Regions from separate parts of the Ovis aries genome. Here all the other regions are linked to region 1. Evidence: chromatin contacts called from public Hi-C data. All regions are on one chromosome and are shown on one strand. The core of a region is the stretch at or near the end of the contact, and the rest is flanking DNA. Distances in the headings are between cores, read along the strand shown. Region 1 holds the start of EFNB1 (ephrin B1). Region 2 has its middle 110 kb from the start of PJA1. Region 3 has its middle 51 kb from the start of PJA1.

Evidence for each region. Hi-C and Micro-C count contacts between places; a contact is called where the count stands out from the background.
Region 2: a contact with region 1 is called in a Hi-C map of retroperitoneal adipose tissue, with 2.7 times the contacts expected there. The contact joins the enhancer-like site here to the promoter of EFNB1 in region 1. A contact is called at or near these places in 7 of 16 Hi-C or Micro-C datasets (hypothalamus, liver, mixed tissues and 3 more).
Region 3: a contact with region 1 is called in a Hi-C map of liver, with 7 times the contacts expected there. The contact joins the enhancer-like site here to the promoter of EFNB1 in region 1. A contact is called at or near these places in 8 of 16 Hi-C or Micro-C datasets (hypothalamus, liver, muscle and 4 more).

The regions. Positions count from the first base shown.
Region 1 is chrX:61,734,309-61,738,523 of ARS-UI_Ramb_v3.0, forward strand. It overlaps EFNB1 (ephrin B1), which reads left to right and starts at 2,297. Exons shown (of 5, transcript XM_015104707.3): 1 at 2,297-3,176. The coding sequence starts at 3,049.
Region 2 is chrX:62,197,575-62,201,789 of ARS-UI_Ramb_v3.0, forward strand. No RefSeq gene overlaps it. Among named protein-coding and RNA genes, the nearest start is that of PJA1, 110 kb to the left of the region's middle. Within about 2 kb of position 2,322, at least 3 of the 54 cell types and tissues checked have an H3K27ac peak or open chromatin away from gene starts, as enhancers often do.
Region 3 is chrX:62,138,111-62,142,325 of ARS-UI_Ramb_v3.0, forward strand. No RefSeq gene overlaps it. Among named protein-coding and RNA genes, the nearest start is that of PJA1, 51 kb to the left of the region's middle. Within about 2 kb of position 2,436, at least 2 of the 54 cell types and tissues checked have an H3K27ac peak or open chromatin away from gene starts, as enhancers often do. A contact at or near this core is called in liver, where this site is marked.

The DNA.
Region 1 (4,215 bases), core at 1,047-3,546:
GTTGGCACACTCAGGAGCTGCTGCTGTCTTCCCAGGCTTCCCAAGTCTGGCAGCATAGCTTCATCTGCCCCATCTGCCACCTGATCAGCCCCCCACCTAGGCTCACCTCCTGAGGGGCATTGGGCATGTTAGCAGTGGAATCTGAGACTGGTTCTGGGATTGATGGTGGGTGACTTTAGCTAAGAACTTGGGGATATGGCCAGGGACATAGATGAACTTCCCCAGGCCTAGAAACCCCTCAGAGGACTGTGAGTGAAGAGTAAAGTCCTGGCCATCCTGAAGGTTGCTGCTTTCCAGGCATTAACCAGCTTTTAACCAGGAATGAAGTAAGTAAGCAAGTAAGCAAGAAGAGGGTCTGGAAATGTAGTAACTCAGTATGGTATAGAAAACTGGGCACAGGCTTAGGAGACAGAGAAGTCTGGGGCCAAATTCTGCTTCTACCATCAATCAGCTCCATGACCTCAAATGAGTCACTTCCCCTTGAGCCTTAGTTTTCCCTCTTACATAAAATAGGGATCGTGGAACTCATCTCAAAGGATTGTGAAGGGAAATGCCTCTACCATGGTTCCTGGAACATAGTAGGCACTCAGTAAGTGGCAAGTTGTTTTCCATCCTCACGTTTTGCTGTCTTTCCATGCCCTTTGGACAATCCTAGTCTCCAACTTGGTCTATTGGTGAGTCCCTGCACCTTGTTCTTGTCTCTCCTTGCTCACACCCTAATAAGGAATCCAGCTGGGAGGTGAGAGACCCTAAACAGCTCCTCCTCTTCTATTTCTACCCATATCCTCCTCTTCCTCTAGGCCCTGTTCCTTGAAAGTGAGAGTAACCCATTTCCTCTCCTAAAAGTGAGAATAACCCACTTGCCTCTCTTTGTTTCCCCCAAATATAGGTCCACTTTATGAACCAAAGAGGTCATCAGAGGATCCAGTGAGAAAGTCGGTAACTCAGCCTCCTCTTTAAGTGAGAGGACAGGAAACTGTGTAAATGGCAGAGCACTTCAGGACTGTCTCTAATTATCTCCATAAAACAGCAGCAAAGAGACTTTAAGTCTTCACCAATCCCTGAGCCAACTCCAAATTCAGATCTTCCTCCTAGTGCTCTCTCTTCCTCTCCACAGGGGACCGCGGTTCTAGCCAAGGCCACTACCCCTGTCCTGGGTCTTGCGCTCCAGCGCGTGTGCCAGGCTCGTGTGTGCCACGCTCCTGTTGGAGTGGGCACTCTCAGTCGGTCCCAGGCGCCGGCAGTGTTATAAAAGTCCAGTAGAGGGAGACATTAGCATGTGGGTACATCTGTTGAGGTCCGACGAGGGAGAGTGGGTCGGACCTGGAGGGTCTGAGCTATGGGATTGAGCCAAAGTTATAAGCAAAGAAGCGAGGAGGGGCGGGGAGAACAGGCCAGGGCTGGGAGACAAAGACCCAGATGGCGAGGCCGGGAGGCGCTGGAGTCTGGTGTGCTGGGGCCAGGGCATCTGCTTTTGCATTTTCTAAAGGTGCCTCTGTCCTATAACCTTTCCTCTTTGCGTCATTCTTTATCGAGGTGCCCTCTCATTCCCTCTGGCCTATCCTATCTGGCCTTGCCTATACCTTCAGACAGGACAAGACTCGAAATATGGGCCCCTGGTGTCCCACAAGGCTCTTCTGCAAAGTTAAGATTTCCAAGGCCTAGTCCCCAGGGGCGAAGAAATTCTCCCCCACCCTCCTCTTTCCGCTACTTGACCCCTCTGAGATTCCACCACCCACCGATATCCATTTGTCTGTTCAGGACTCTGGGTCCATGTGCAAGCGGACACTGCACTGTGAAGGTGAAAGGAGGAAAGCCTACCAGAGTCCTGCGAGAGAAGGGACAGGCAGTAAACAAGTTATCTTTGCCACAGTGGTGGGCATGGAGCAAAAACTTCAGGGCTCGCGTGTGTAACAAGAATGGCAGTACTTTCCCGGGATACTCGTGACAGGACCTGTCTGGCCCAGGGCAGTGGGCCGGAGTGTTGAACAGGCGCGCAGGGAGCAGAGCAGGCCAACAACTCTAGAGGAGCGCCAACTTCCCACGGGCAGAGCGCTCTGAGAACAGGACTAGGCGGAACCCATCCCTAACCGCACGAGCCGCACACTCAGATTGGTGCCATCGAAGAGTGCGGCGTCCTTAAGAGTTCCCGAAAGCCCGCCCCCTTCCTCTTCTAGAGGCGTGGTGCGGGGCAAGGACCCCGTGACGGAGCTTGCTATTGGCTAAAACGAGTAGGGTTGGCCTTGCGTACGCCTGAGCAGGGGAGTAGACAGCTCAGCGGCAGCGGAGGGAGTCTATGCGTGCTGGACAGCAGTGGGAGGTGTGTGAGCCTCGCACTGAACGCAGACTCTCGGGCGCAGTCGCCGGGAAGCTAGGACTCGGCGACTGGGCTGCCAGGCCAAACGCCTAGGCTTCAGAGGCGCAAACTGATGGGACTGGCTTGCTCGGCAGCGTCTCCCCGCTCTTCTAAATACACTAAGCGGGGCCCGCGCTGAAGTCGAAGCTGTCGGGGGGCGCCCAGCCCGGAGTTCCAGTGTGGCCTGGAGGAACGGAGCCCGTGCAAGGGCGGCCCGGTCGGGAGCCCCCGGACCGAGCTTGTGTGGTGGGGAGACTCCCACTTCTTCCCAGGGGTGCCGATTCCAGGACGGTTGAGGCGTCGGGGCGGCCACCAAGTCCCCAGCGGGGAGACCCCGTCGGGGAGAGGGCACGCAGTCCCAAACAGTCTCGGGGAGCCGAGCGGAATCGGAAGGGATCCTCCGGTGGGGGGCAGAGCCCCCGTCGCGCTTCGTGTGGCAGAGAGGCCAGGGGAACGAGCCCTCGGAGGCCGCAGCTCATGCCGGAGTTGCGGGCGGCTGCCCAGTGAGTCCTCCTGGCCGGCGGGGCGGAGAAGAGCGACACCAAAGCCGGCGGGAGGGGAGCACTTCAAGGCCGGCGGCTGCGGAGGATGGGCGCCTGAGCGGTTCAGAGAGCAGCGCGGCACGGGAAGGCGAGGCCAGCTTTGCTGAGGAGGTGCCAGGGGATCCCGAAGTGCAGCCTGCCCCCGGGAAGATGGCCCGTCCTGGCCAGCGTTGGCTCGGCAAGTGGCTTGTCGCGATGGTCGTGTTGGCGTTATGCCGGCTCGCCACGCCGCTGGCCAAGAATCTGGAGCCCGTGTCCTGGAGCTCTCTCAACCCCAAGTGAGTAACTTATCTCTTCTGGTCCCTGAGGGTGGGAGGCACTCCTTCGGGGTGAGGCCGCGCGCCCCCGAGCGCCTATGGGAAGGTGTTCAGAGGCGGAGCGGCGCCCTATTTTGTCTCTGGCTTTTTCGAGTGTATTTCCCTGCGGACGGGCGGGGAAGGGTGCGGCGGGGTTGGGTGGGGGCACTTGGCTGTATTGTGACCCCTCGGCTTCTCGGCTGTCTCCTCCGCACGTCCCAAATCAAGTCGAGATTGTCGCGCCGGGCAGAGCTGGGAGTCGGAGCGCTCTAGAGCGCACCGAAGAGCTGGGTAGGGGAGAGAAAGCAGCCCCCTTTAGGGCCCCTGGGAACGTGGCGGTTTTCGCGGAGAGCCGCTGGCGGAGTTGGGGAGTGGGGGCGAGCTTGACCTGGGCAGGGGAAGAGGCCAGAACACGGGTTCCCCGTTTGTTTAGCAGTGAAGGGACCGCGGCGCGGGACTTCGCGCTTGGGGCGGGTGGCAGTGCCTGTATCCTGATTCGGGCTTCTCCCATTTTCATTTCTTTCTTCCCATTTCGCCTCCCTAGCTTTTCGTTTTGCTGCTTCTTCCAGCCCTCGCGCCGCCCCCCCACCCCCGCCACCTTTCTCCCTGCTGGGGCCGTGGAAGGGCGGGCGCCGCTCCCAGGCTCACAAAGGCGGCGGGTGGAGAGAGGCGGAGTGGGAAAGGGGTTTTGTTGAAGGGGGGGTGGGTTCGATCCATCGCCCGTCGGGGGTCCAATGGAGCCGACAGCAGAGCTTCCAGGGCTGGCCGGGGTGGAGTGTGGCGGCCGAGCTGGCGAGGGAGGTGGGAGGCAAATGAAAGATTCCTGCCCAGGCTGGTCCCATTGCTCCTCCCTGTCTTCCCGGTCCCTCAGATTGGGGAGTTGTGCTTAGCTTTCCCAAAGGGGTTGGGGAGGCAGTTATGTAGAGGAGATCCTTTCTTTTCTCTATTCTCCTTCCCCTTCACAATCCTCGCTCAACCTCCCCCCCCCTCCCCTACCCCAACCACACACCTTTCAGGGCGG
Region 2 (4,215 bases), core at 1,072-3,571, 460 kb after region 1:
CACTGGCTGAGCGCTTGCTATGTGTCAAGCAGCATGCTAAGTGTTTTCTATGCACCATCTCACCAAATTCTCATGCCTCCACGTTGACGTCACCATCCCTGTGTGACAGATGCAGAAACTGAGGATCAGACAAGCGAAGTGACTTCTCCAAGCTCACACATCAGAAGGAGGTTTCCTATCCAGGCCTCCTGAGTGCCCAAGCAAGGCTTTCTTCTCCCTCAGCTGCCCCTGTTACCTTTCTCTGCCCCTCTATTCAGGGGCCCAGATACCTGCCATAGCTTTCCCCTGGAGCCCCTTGCTCCTCAGATTCAGAAATGTCCGCACACCTGAACCGGCTTCACTCGCCTGTTCCCGGCAGTCCTGTCAGGGATACCTGGCCCCCAGCCCTAGGAGTGGGGAGTGGAGATCTTGGCCTCAGGATAGAATGGGGGGTTGGCTGGAGCTGGAAGCAGCAAGAAGGCCAGCGTGGTGGAAGGGAAACATGCACACACACACTGGGGTGGGGGGTGCTCAGGCTTTTGTCCCACGTGCAGATGAGCTGAGGTAAATATTTCAGAGCAGAGCTGTTCTCTTGGCTTTTTCTGAGGGCAGAAGGAAAAATGGCGAGTTCTGAGGCCTGGGACCCCGGAGTCCCTCAGCTCTGAAGGGTTACAGTTTGGTGGCCTGAAGCTCCTCACAATCTGGATCCCATGGACCTTCTGGGACTTATTTCCCACTCCTGTCTCTATACGTGCTAAGTGAAGTGAAAGTCACTCAGTCGTGTCTGACTCTTTGTGGCCTGACTCTTTGTGACCCCATGGACTGTCCATGGAATTCTCCAGGCCAGAATACTAGAGTGGGTGGCCTTTCCCGTCTCCAGGGGATCTTCGCAACCCAGGGATCGAACCCAGGTCTCCTGCATTGCAGGCAGATTCTTTACCAGCTGAGCCACAAGGGAAGCCCAAGAACACTGGAGTGGGTAGCCTATCCCTTCTCCAGCAGATCTTCCCGACCCAGGGATTGAACTGGGGTCTCCTGAACTGCAGGTGGATTCTTTACCATCTGAGCTATCAGGGAAGCCTCTATACGTGCCAGGCTTCAATCAGACTCTCTATTTCTGATCCATACTTACAGTCGAGCTGTTCCTGCTGCCTAGACCACCTGCCCTCTTTCCTTTCACCTCTGCAAATTCTACTCAGCAGTCAAGGAAGGCCCGCCTCCACCACCACTTCCTTCAGGGAGCCATCTGGGTCCTCCTCACCCTGACACCTGGCCTCTTCTCTGCCCCCCCAAGCTGAGAGAAACTGTTCCCCCCTCAGAAGCCCCACAGCACCTTGTCTGATCCTCTCTTAGGGCACTAGCTGCTTTCTCCCTGAAATTACAGCCACCTGGATACATAGCCCAGACCCCTTCTAGATCAGGAACTCTCTGAGGGAGGAGCTGGGTCAGATTCAGTGTTGTGTTTCTGGGCCCCTTGGTTCAGATTTCTCAGAAATATATTGAGCTGCTACTTGATAAGCCACCTTGGTGAGTAGTGCAGTGCAAGGGAAAGAACATGGTTTGTGGTCAGAGATATCTGGGCTTAGAACCCTGTTCTGGTTCTTCTCAGCTGATGCCCTTGAGCAAGTTACCTTCCCTCTCTGAGACTTGGTTTTCCTCAACCTTTTGGGAGTGAAAACAGTACTTGCTATCATTGAGGGTTACAGTAAATGTTGAACTAGGGTCTAAAAGCCCCCATTGTAATATGCAGCATGTGGTTGGGGTTCAACAAATGTTTGCTCATCACACCTCCTTTTGATCAGAGTGTGATAGATGGATGAATAAATGAAAGAATGAGGTGAATTAGCGCAGCATCTTCTGAATGGCTGAAGCCTGAGGCGCTGGGCCTTCTCTGGCCTGGTCGCCTTGTCTGTAGGCAAACCCACCCAGCAGCCCACACCCACACCCCTCTGCTCGGTTCCCGGCCACCCCAGGCCCATAGTTTACATGCTAAAATTCCCAGAAGCTGAAACTTCCAAACAAACCCCCCAAGTTTGGATTTATCAGCCATGCTATTAAAACAGCAATTTTCAGCTGCCTAATGTTTCCAACTTCTGCTCTAATCCAGAGGGTAAATATTTACGGAGCCTGACACCACTCCTAGGCCACTTGCTCTGCTGCCAAACATTCATTTCCCTTGCAGCTCCACTGGTTTGATATTTTTAGGAGCAGGGCAGGATGGTGTGTGAGTATGTATGTGTGTGTGTATGCGTGCGTGTGTGTGTGCGCGTGTGCATGGAAAGGGGTGGGAAAGAGGCTTAGCCTTCCTTGTGGCAAGTTCCTGGGTAGGGAGAGATATACAAATAATTAGGCCTTGCTACTTCCTGCTGCCCACATGTCCCCACAACAGGGCATGAAGGTGCAGGCTCACTGCCATGCACCCAGGCCCTCAGGCATTCCTCTCCTCAACCTCCTGCTTCCTTCCACCAGACAGCTACCCGGAGCAAAGCAGCGCACAGGCCAGTTCACTATCTACAGAGAGCAGGGAAGTGTTGAGAGAAGCAGACAGACTTGGGGGCCTACCTCAGTTTTGCCATCTGCTAGATGGGTGGCCCTGAGCATATTCCCTTCACCACCCTGAGTCTGTTTCCTCCTGTGTGAGGTGCAGGTAAGCATTCCTGCCTCATGGTGAGAGCACTTTAGAGAATACCAAGCTCAGGGCCTGGCTTGATGTAGGGGCCCCATAAAGAGGGCTCTAGGGAGAAGAGCAGAGCAGTCTTCCATACCCACTGATATCCCAGCCACACTGGACTGGTGGTCATCTCTTAGCACCTCTGTGCCCTTGCTCATGCTCTTCTTTATGTCTGGAATCTTTGCATAAGTCAGAACATAGAGCTACCTCCTCTGAGACGGCTTCCCCTCTGGCCCTAAGAAAAACAGTAAGAAGAGTCTGTCTTTCTCATTCTCTCTCTCTCTCCCCCACCCCCCTCATAGACTGAGAACTTATAGTGAATGAAGGCTGAGTCATATTCACGTCTACAGCCTCAGCATCTAGCAGAGAGCTAGACAAGGTACTCAATGAATCTTCCTTGCATGTATGAATATTTGTTTAATATTTATGGATTAGTTGGAAGAGGGGAAAGAGCAAAGAATGATTTTGAGCTGCAATGATCTAAGACACTTCTTTATCCCCCTTACAGGGGAAAACAATAGGAAGAGGGAAAGTATCCAACATTTCTTGACTGCCCCATGCAAGTGGGGAATCGTTCATTTTGTTCCCCCTGCACCCCAACATTTAGAACAGTGTCATGACATTTCATGAGCTCCTACTGTGTGCTGAGCAATAGATGCTTTACATGGAATAACTCTATCGTGACAGCAGGACTATGAGGTAGGTGCCCCATTTTAGAGCTGGGGTAACTAGAGCACAGAGAGGTGAAGTCACTCAATCAAGGTCCCACAGGTAATGAAAGGCAGAACTGGGTTTTGAACCCAGGTAATCTGACACCAGAGACTCCACTCTTATTAGACTATCCCACATCCCTTAGTAAATACTAAAGAAATGTTTGTTGAATGAATGAATGAATGCCTATTGCATTAGGCACTGTATAGGTCCTAGTTACATACATTATTTTATTGACTCCTTACAGCACCCTTTCCTTGGAGGGTAGATACATTGTTCTTCATTATTGAGCTGAAGATGGGCATATGTGCTATGTGCTAAGTCACTTCAGTCATGTCCAACTCTTTGCGACCCCATGGGCCGTAGCCAGCCAGGCTCCTGTGTCCATGGGATTCTCCAGGTAAGAATACTGGAATGGGTTGGCATTTCCTTTTCTAGGGGATCTCCCTGACCACTGATTGAACCTGTGTCTCTTATATTTCCTGTTTTGGCAAGCAGGTTCTTTACCATTGGTACCACCTGGGAAGCCCTCAGGTGAAGACACAAAAGCTCAAAGATGTAAACTGACCTGTCCCAGGTCACACAGTTGCAAAGCAGCAAAGCTGGGATATGCTTTCCATTCCCCTAGCTTGCCTTTCGGAGAAGGCAATGGCACCCCACTCCAGTACTCTTGCCTGGAAAATCCCATGGATGGAGGAGCCTCGTAGGCTGCAGTCCATGGGATCGCGAAGAATCGGACACGACTGAGCAACTTCACTTTCACTTTTCACTTTCATGCATTGGAGAAGGAAATGGCAACCCACTCTAGTCTTCTTGCCTGGAGAATCCCAGGGACGGGGGAGCCTGGTGGGCTG
Region 3 (4,215 bases), core at 1,186-3,685, 400 kb after region 1:
AAACTTGGGAAACCCTGAGGCAGATCTTAGGGAAGAGGAATGGAATTTATTTTACTATTTATTTCCTTGTTTGTTTGCTCTGTCTCAAGCACTATTCGAAAGACGTATATTAACTCAAGTAACCCTCAAAACTCTATGAGGTGGATGCTATTATGATGCCCATTGGACAGATGAGCACATTGAGAGTCAGAGGTGGTATCACTTGCCCAAGTTTACAAAAGCGTTATGTGGCCACCTGATCATGGAGGCTGGGCTTGTTCACAGCAACATTCTACTGCTTCTCCTGTGATGAGAGGGTCAGCCAAATAAAGATGCAACTAGGAAGAGGTGGCCTGTGCCACACAGCAGACGCCTTTCTTTCCTGTCAGGCCCTCAGGGTGCCAGGGGGCCCAGGGGCTGGGGTGAGGACGAGGGGGCCTGTCAGGAACTCCAGAAACAGGTGCCTGCTTTCTCCTTGGATCCTGTTTCCTGACACTTGCCTGAGGACCGGAGGGGGAGGGGGAGGGAAGGGACATGGGGCCAGCCGGGAGCCGGCCCCTTTCTGCCAAGCACCGCCTTAGGGAATATGACTCCTGCTGCCTGAGGGGTACAGGGGGGATGCCAGAATGGGGGTGGGACTTCTGGTGGTGTTAACCCTTCATCAGCAATATACGTGCAAAAGGCAGCATCAGGCCTGGCACACAGGAAGAAGGCACCCACAAATGTGCAGCAAGTAGCCAAACCCACTAAGGGTAGGCCAGGGCAACAGCTGCAGTGTGAAGAATCCTGGTCGGTTGCTGGGAAGCATTCCAGGGAGACTGGAGGCATAGAAAGGACCCCTGTCACCCCCAGAGGGTTTAGAAGCACCCAAGGCCAGTTACTTAGAATCTTATACTGGGGGCTCCAGGGATGCCAGCTCTGATGGAAACTGAGGGGTCAGTGTGGAACTGGTCTGCCAACCAGCCCTTGCTGAGTACCATGCAGGCTGACGCATCTAGGCTGGCAGGACCTGGGGGTATGTAGCTTAAAGGAACTCTGCTGTTCCCCAGTGCCTGGGATGAGAGGGGCAACTGAATGCTCTGTGCTGACCTTTAGGGCAACCAGCCCTGAATATGCCCCCAGGGCAGGCCTCTCAGTTCTCTGGCTCCCTTCCACCCAATTCTGTTGGCGTCTGGGAACTCTCATGAAGGCCTCTGGGCCTCAGGCAGGGATGGGCCAGCCTGCCTACTGCCCAGCCTGCTTTCCAGCCCCTTCCTTTCTTCCCTATTTCCTCAGGTTGGGCCAGTTTCCATTCTACATTCCTCCCCCCACCCCGCCTTATCTCACACCGAATTTCTCAGACTCAGACGCAACCTGGTGTGGCTTTATTTGACTAGTGGCCCCTCTTTCACTCCCCAATTTGGTTTGTGTGGGGCTTGCTTCTCCCACAATGCAGTGCAACTGCTCTGGGCTACAGGGCATCTCATTCTTTCCTGAGAACCCACACTGAGAGGTTGCAGGCCCCCAAGGATTTTACTTCTTTGGGGGAGACTTCTGAAGAACTGTCCAAGGGCACAGGGATTCTGAGGACCACATTTAAGATCTGTGGGTGGCAGCCATAGCGTTAGAGATTTCTGTTCACTTCAGAGAAGGATTTCCTGTTATGGTGAGCTGTTTTGTAAGAGAACAGCTGTCTCAGGTCCTTAGTGAGGACCCCGTCCCCAGAGGTGTGTAAGTAGAGGCTGGATGGACAACCATGAGAGATGCTATTGAGGGCCAGTGAAAAAAAGGTAGGGCTCTTCCTGGGTCTCTCTCTATGTTAATTTTTTTGTTGCTGTGATCACCACAGACCCATGGTGTTGTTTGCCTTCTGGTCAGCTCTCCTCACCGCAATATCCGTGCAAGTTCTTGAGGTTCAAGACAGACACAACAAGACTAACAGCAAATCCAAGCCAGAGGCAGGGAGAAAGTTGAGACAGCAAACTGCTCCTTGCTTCATGCTCCCTTGTCTCTCTCATTAGCTCACGGGGTTCTGGAGGAGCCTTATTCCCCAGCTAACCCTGTAACCCTCCCATGCCTTCAAAGGCAAGGGAGTGCCCCCCCAGCGGCAGCTGTCCTAGCTGCAGGGGTCAGGGCCCCGGAACACACCTAAGGTTGGAAGACCCCTGGGTGAGACCTGGCCCAGGCCACCAGGCAGCTCCCTGCCATGTCTTTGGGTAGAGAGAGGATTCCAGTGGGGCCCCAGTGGCTCCAGGACCCAGGCAGCCAGGAAAAGACTCTGGGGGAAGCGGTCTCTGCCTTCACAGGTTGGCCACCTGGCAGAAGGAACAGACTGGGGTTGTGGTGGCCCTGGGGAGCACAGCTGAGCCCCCAGGGTAGGAGCTGCCTCTGGGTGCAGCCAGCTCAACTGTGGGAAGAACTTTAGAGCTCGCAGAGGCCCTTCACAGGAGCCAGCGTGCACAGCTGTGCACAGAGGCTAGTTGGCCACCCGTAGTGGGGGTGGTGCTGGGAGCCTTGGCGGTGAGTGAGACCAGAGAAGTTCAAAGCGAGAGAGAGAAAGTGACTGATTCTGCGATTCCCATGTCCTCAAGCCATGTAACTATATATCTATGATATCTATGGATTTATGGATTTCTATATCTATCTGTTATCTCTACATTTATCTCTGCATTTCCATATGTCTATCTAAGTAATTGTGTATCTGTGTATTGATCTCTTTGCTATGTATCTACATAGCTCTGTATCCATCTATGTCTCTCCCCTTTTAGAAGAATGGCTGATGGAGATCCCAGAGAGTTTAAGGCCCTCTTCTTCCTGAGCTGCCCCTCTCCACGGTCACTGCCTGCCCTCTCATCCCCTTTCCCACTGGATGGTGGCCATTCTGGGCCTAGGCCAAGGGGTTACCGTGAGGAAATAGGCCAAAGTCCGGAAAGCCGTCCTCCGAAGCCAATAGCAGCTGCTTTGCTTGCATCTGTTGGGGGTGAGGAAGATGAGCGAGCAGGAAGAGCCATGCGGGAGTGGAGGTGGCGGTGTGGGAGCACAGGGAATGTGACAGTGGCTGAGCAGTCGTGAGTTTTAGTTCTGGGAGGCAGGACATCACACTGGCAGCCCGCACTGGCATTTTCTTGCTGTGTGATCTAGGACGGCACTCTGTCCCTCTCAGGCCTTCGATGTGCCCATCTGTACCGTGAGCCTCTTGAAGGGCCCTTCCAGAGCTGGCACCCTTAGCAGGGCAGCAGTCACCACACTTCTAAATCATGGATTCCTATCATTAGAGCACTTTGAACACAGCAACTCAAACTTTCATATATCTATGAAAGTGTTCGCTGCTCAGTCATGTCTGACTCTTTGTGACCCCATGGACATGTTCGCCAGGCTCCTCTGTCCGTGGAATTATCCAGGCAAGAATACTGGAGTGGGTTGCCATTCCCTTCTCCAAGGGATGTTCCTGACCCAGGGGTCAAACCTGGGTCTCCTGCATAGCAGGTGGATTCTTTACCATCTGAGCCACCAGGGATTTATTAATACATAATATAGAGATTTAGTAATACATAATGTAGTGGTAAAGAACATAGACGCTGGGGTCAAGTTTGTGAATGTGAATCCTGGTTCTTCTACTGGGTGAGTGGCTTGATGTCTCTGGGCCTCAGTGGTCCCTGGAGAAAGAGGAGATAGGAGTTCTACTCACTGCCATCAAGTGATTGTGGGGGTCTGGGACAGAGTGAATGCATAGATGCTGTTTTTACTATACATGTGTTACTTTACTAATTGATGATGTAAGTCACAAGTTGCATGTCCAATGTCAAAACTGTTAAAGGATGAGGTGAAAAGAAATGCTCTCTATATTGCAATATTTTCTTCTCACTCCCCAGTGGGTTACTTAGGGCATTGTAACTCTTCCAGAGTTTGCTTGCAATCCCTTCTCTGCTTTTCCACCAGAGAAGTTTGAGTCTGGGCCTCCTAAGGTGACAAGCATGCCAGTCTGGACTTGGGCCTGCCTGGCACCATGCAACCACTCCTGGATACACTGCGTTCTTCCAGGAGTCCTCTCCTTCAGAGGGGCTAAAGGCCCGGAGGCGCCCCATTTCCCCACACCTGGAGGACCAGCATGGTCTGGGGGCCTTACTTGTGGCCCACAGGCTCTGCTGCCCATACCCCAGGGTGTCCGCTGTCCCTGTTCTCCTCAGCCCAGGGCCTGGGGTCAAGGTGTGGCCCCTTCGTCTCTCCCTCACCACAGCCAACCTCTCCATCACAGAG